Regions from separate parts of the Mus musculus genome. Here region 1 is linked to region 2. The links are chromatin contacts, called in public HiChIP or PLAC-seq maps. All regions are on one chromosome and are shown on one strand. The core of a region is the stretch at or near the end of the contact, and the rest is flanking DNA. Distances in the headings are between cores, read along the strand shown. Region 1 has its middle 26 kb from the start of Trp53bp2. Region 2 overlaps Dnah14 (dynein, axonemal, heavy chain 14).

The links. HiChIP or PLAC-seq counts read pairs in DNA pulled down with a chosen protein or histone mark.
Region 1: a contact with region 2 is called in a FOXA1 HiChIP or PLAC-seq map of pancreatic cancer cells. The contact joins two enhancer-like sites. A contact is called at or near these places in 1 of 115 datasets of contacts at active chromatin or transcription factors (pancreatic cancer cells) and 1 of 9 other capture datasets (embryonic stem cells).

Annotation. Positions count from the first base shown.
Region 1 is chr1:182,381,781-182,384,480 of GRCm38.p6, reverse strand. No RefSeq gene overlaps it. Among named protein-coding and RNA genes, the nearest start is that of Trp53bp2, 26 kb to the left of the region's middle. Within about 2 kb of position 1,255, at least 52 of the 459 cell types and tissues checked have an H3K27ac peak or open chromatin away from gene starts, as enhancers often do. A contact at or near this core is called in pancreatic cancer cells, where this site is marked.
Region 2 is chr1:181,622,412-181,625,127 of GRCm38.p6, reverse strand. Dnah14 (dynein, axonemal, heavy chain 14) reads right to left here. Exons shown (of 87, transcript NM_001377039.1): 18 at 2,091-2,435. All of the region lies in intron 2 of Gm33612 (a long non-coding RNA gene), which reads left to right. Among named protein-coding and RNA genes, the nearest start is that of Gm33612, 3.5 kb to the left of the region's middle. Within about 2 kb of position 1,342, at least 36 of the 459 cell types and tissues checked have an H3K27ac peak or open chromatin away from gene starts, as enhancers often do. A contact at or near this core is called in pancreatic cancer cells, where this site is marked.

The DNA of each region.
Region 1 (2,700 bases), core at 6-2,505, 760 kb before region 2:
TCATAGACTCAGGTCCTTGTACTGGCTGGTCTTGTGTGTCAACTTGACACAGGCTGGAGTTATCACAGAGAAAGGACCTTCCGTTGAGACAACGCCTCCATGAGATCCAGCTGTAAGGCATTTTCTCAATTAGTGATCAAGGGTGGGAGGGCTCATTGAGGGTGGTGCCATCTCTGGGCTGGTAGTCTTGGTTCTATAAGAGAGCAAGCTGAGCAAGCCAGGGAAAGCAAGCCAGTAGTTAACACCCCTCCATGGCCTCTGCATCAGCTCCTGCTTCCTGACCTGCTTAAGTTCCAGTCCTGACTTCCTTCAGTGATGAACAGCAGTGTGGAAGTGTAAGCTGAATAAACCCTTTCCTCCCCAACTTGCTTCTTGGTCATGATGTTCATGCAGGAATAGAAACCCTGACTAAGACAGTCCTCTACCCAGAGGCATCCATGTCCCATGACTGGTGACATTGCTCACAGCTAATGTGTTCAGTCTACTAGAACTAAAGCCAACCTCCCTGTCTTGTAGGAATGTGCATGGCCTACCCTATACTCCCTTCTGCACAACAGCAACAAGAGCACAGAGCCATGTTTTCTGCATTCGCAGTGGTGCTACAGTCTTAGGATAAAATGCATAGCATCAAAGTGAAAACACATTCAGGACCCAAGACTCCAAAAGGCAGAGCTGAAAAAGGGGGCCTCAAGACTTGTCAGAGCTGCTAGCCCTCTGAAAACTAGCAAGGCCACTCAGTCTTCCAAGTAGCACCGGCTTCGGTTACTGGCCGCTTGGGAATTATCAAACACGTGCATAATATCATTTTATGTTAATAATAAATTCTCACAGTTCCATGAAGTAGTTTTATGTCCATTTTACAGAGGGGGAGGAAAACCCCAAAGTCTTACAAAGCAAAGTAACCTGAGCTAAGTAAATGGAAAATGGAGGAGCTGTAATTAAAACCCAGTCTGATTAACTGCAAATCCCACTGTCCCCTACTGTTTAATCCTGACCTACTTGGGGGCTCACAGCTGAAGAACAATGGGCATCAGAGCCCAGGGCAGCATTCTTCCCTCTCGGTCAACAGACCTATTCTCCTACCCTCATGATAGCATGGGGGCTCTATGCTTGTTTACGGGAAGAACAGCCATGAGGTTTGCTGCAACCCTTGTGGATCAATACCAAGATAATTATAAAACGAGAGCACGAAGTGTGACGCTGCCGCCCAGCTCCACCCAGTATTACGTTTCCTAAGATGACTCATCCTGCCTGGTCCACACCCTGTGCCAACCTAACAACAACCCTGAAGGCTTCATTTGCCCTGAGTGGTGTCTGCTTCCACCCTCTGGGATTTCGACTTGAAAGACCGCCTGCCTCACTGTCCTCAAGTCACAAGCTCAGTCTCTGGTGCTTGTAAGGATTTGAAAGGAGAGCTCTGCTGTGTGGCTTATATAAAGTTTTGTAAGAACACACACACAAACACACACACAGACACATATATGCATCTGCACATGTGCACACACACACAGGCACACATACACAGGAACAGGCCCACACCCGAAACCTGGCATGATGGGAAAGAAGTTTCAGAAGCTAACAGCTGATGATTCACATTGGAAGCCGTGATCAAGGGAATATCCCAACCCATTCCATGTTCCTTCTGTGAAAAGAGAAATTGGAAAACGGCAGAACGGAACATGTGGTGTGCTACAGGAGTCTACAGCTCCAGAATGTTCCATCCATATAACTTCCCCTGTTATACTGAAGCTGCAGGTAACAGCCAGGGCCATGGAGAAAAGGGATCTGGTTGATTTCCCAACATGATAAGTGCCTGACTAGCCAACTTGAAAAATCTCAAAGCAGAAGCCCTTGAATTGATCACGAGAAGCAGCTGAGACAATGATCTGCTCCTCCAATCCTGAACATTTTGACTCTGTCATCTGCCAGGCTAACAGAAATCGTCGTCTTTGATTGTGACATTGATCAGTGATGGCAAAGCCATGGGAAGGAAGAATGTGTCTGTTGTGACTTTCCCTGGGACGACGTGAACGAATCTCTGTGGTAGGGCATGGGTAACAGACTGAAGACGCAATTCCTCCCAAGTCTAGGTGGATCATTGAGCTTACAGGGGTCACTCACAAGAGTATGGGTGACTTAAGGTAGCCACTGTGAGCTGCATCTCCGGACCTTCCTGCCCACCTTGCAGGTACTTCCATTGCCACAGATCCCTCGCCCTGAGACCGTCCTCTGCTTTTACAGACTCAGGGCAGAGGACTTCTAGAAAGTCTCCTTAGCTTTCTGAATCTTAGCTCCTTCTTCTCTTCTTCCCTCCAAAATGAAGTGTTTCGGTTTGGCAAAAAGGGACACAAGTGTCAGAGGTCTGTGCTGGGTTGGGAGATTGGTGCAAGGAGACAAAAGCGGCCCATATCCTGTAGCCCCATCCAAGACCCAAGAGCTTCCCTCAGCTCATCAGAAAGCGTAGCCATTGAAGAAGCATTTTCTGACAAAAAGAGCGTCTTCATTGGGCTTCATAGGAACTTGGGTGACGTCTACTGCCTGTCATGGTGCTCTCTCCATCAGGGTACTGTGTTTAGGGAAGAGATTTCTGACTGCCAGAATGATTAGACCAGTCAGCCTTCACTCTAGAAATGTTGGCGGTATATCTCCAAGGGACGTGGATTAGAGGTCTAGATGTTCCAGTCCCTGGACAGAGAAACC
Region 2 (2,716 bases), core at 93-2,592:
TGGCCCCCGGTGTTTATATATAGGTGGCCCTCCCTACCGTCCCTGCTACAAGTCACTATGTGGGCACTACTACTTCCCACAAGAGAAATTAGTTCTAACTTGTGTAGGCGACAGCTCTGTTGCTGTTGCTGTTGCACGTGGGAGTCATGTGCAACTGAATCTAGCTACATTAACTCCTGCCTGCAATATCCTGCCTGTCAACTCCGCTTCCACGCCACTGGCGCTTCTCCTTTTGCAATTAACATCTTTCTTGAAAATTATTCCTGGCCCACTCAAGCTCTGTTCGCTACTTTGGATAAGGTTTGATGCAACATTAGACTTGGTATGTGTGAGAATGCTGCTATCCTCTCACAGTTATACTGCAGAGGCACAGTCGATGGGCAGCTTGTAACTTTGGGTTTAAGAAGTATTGGAAGTCTGGCTGGATAAAGAAAAAAAAATGATAGCTGTTATCATAAACTCTGGTCTTGAAACCTGTCTTGGGTACTATGGGAGGATGCTGGTACAGGCAACAGCTAGGATACTGGGATCCATATTTGTTCTACAAAGCAGACAAGCCATAGCCTAGTGAGTCTATGGGGAACAATGATGTCAGACAATGATGTGCGTTATAAAGCCAAAAAAAAAAAAAAAAAAAAAAAAAAAAAGAGATGGGCAGTGACATGGGGCGCAGTCTTCCACGTAGTTACAGAAAGTTCTAAAGGAAGTGATATTTAATAAAACACACATGTAAGTGCTGAGGAGGGACTGAGTTGGGTAAAGTACTTGCAAGTGTGAGGACCAAAGTTTGCATCTCCATAAACTACACAAGAGCATGCATGTCTATAATCCCAGGAGTCCTACGGCCAAATCAAGTGGAGAAGAATTTCTGGAAGCCCAAGGGCCTCTAATCTGGTTTATGTGATACAAACAAGAGACACTGTGTCAAACAACTCCTGAAGTTTGCCTTTTGACCTCCACATGTTATGGCAAATGTATGTGTCACATTCACATACAGAAATGCACTTATACACAGATAAAGACTAAACACAAAAACAAATGTAATCACAGTACTTTGGGATTTTCTGAGTATAATACTTATATGTATTTTTGATTGTATATCATCAAGTTATAATCTAATCTGAAATTTTCTTATGAAAAGGTGTACCTGCTTGTATTATGAATGCTAACTATGCTCCCCCAAAAAACTGTTTGCACGATAGGGTCTGCACATAGCTTCTGGGAACCTGCCCTCAGTTAGCTCTGACTGGTAAATAAAGAAAGCAGCAGCTGAGAGCTGGGGAGGACAGACAGAGGCGAGAGCTTGGCGTTTCCTGGGCTTGGGACGGGAGGAGAGGAAGGGGAGATGGCTTAGGAGAGTGTGGAGGGAGGAGAGACAGAGTCTGCCATGGGGTAGAGAAGCAAGGAGAGCACCCAGATGTCTAATTGGAGTGAAGAGTAACCAAGATGGAACATAAGAATTAATAAGTGGTAACTAGGAATTACTGGCAGAGGTAGGTTCTTGTTGGGGCCCCAGAAGCCTCTGGAATCTTGTTCCAGGGCCATTATCTAACACTCTTTTGCTTCTTCCACTATCTTGCTTCCGTTTTGTAATTGACTCAGGACATTTACAATGTGGGGCATTCCTTTCCCTTTACAATGAGGGCACTCCTTTCTGGACCTTTTACAATGGGGACATTCCTTTGACCTTAGTGTGTTACCTAGCACTGTGGTTTGGCCTGTGTACCTGAGCAAATTCTGTTTGCGGTTTTCAGCTTTAAAAAGCCCCCCATCTCCCCTGAGTAAACGAGGCTTGAACAGAATTTTTGTCTTGCATCCTTCTTTTGTGTCTTCTAATCCCAAAATTTGTTGTTGTAGCTCCCTTCCCTCGAGAATCCTGTTGTTTAAACAAGTCCTGCAGGTTGGGGCAGGTTCTCGCAGCGTGGAGGCCAGCTATTGTGCTGCTTAAGGCATATAAAAATATAAAGGCTGTGTATGTGTGTCTCACTTGGGAACATAAATGTTTGAGGTGGGAAGTGACCCCCCCCCCTTCAAGCTGGGATTCATTAATAATTAATTCAACAAAAAAGAGGAAAAAAATAAAGACTTACTTCTAATAGATTTGCACTTTTTTCCTCAATGGTACATTGTAACAGGTTGTAGCTCATTTGTATGATGCCATCAACATATGGTAAGCATGCTAATTGATAATCCAGACTATTCACATAAAAAATTCCAATACGTATCTCAATAGTCATGGTCACGATTTGCTTTAGGTAGCTTCTGAATTTATGTATTATTCTTTTAAACTCGATGGATGTCAAGTTCGTCATGAATGGCAGTTTTGTAGTCATGACTTTGGCCTTTTCTACTATGTAACAATATTTCAGAAACCTGCAGCTGTAGTCGCTAACCAAGCCCACTGAATTACCAATAATAGTCAGCAGAGTCACAATCTGTGAATGAAAACGTCAAGATGGTTAGCATGTTCCACCTGGAAATAGAAGCCTTACTAAAAGCTTTTATCTGCATTGTTGGGCAAGCTGATGGTTACTGTCAAATGATGGTCTTTGTACAATTCATTCTGTTTAGAACTGGAATTAAATATTGCCATATGTTGGAAACAAGACTAAGAAAAATAGATAACATGACTTTCATGCAAAGGTTACTCAGATATTTAATTTGTAATCAAGGTATTATTTTGAACTATGTCCTAGAGAGACCAACCATCTAGCTC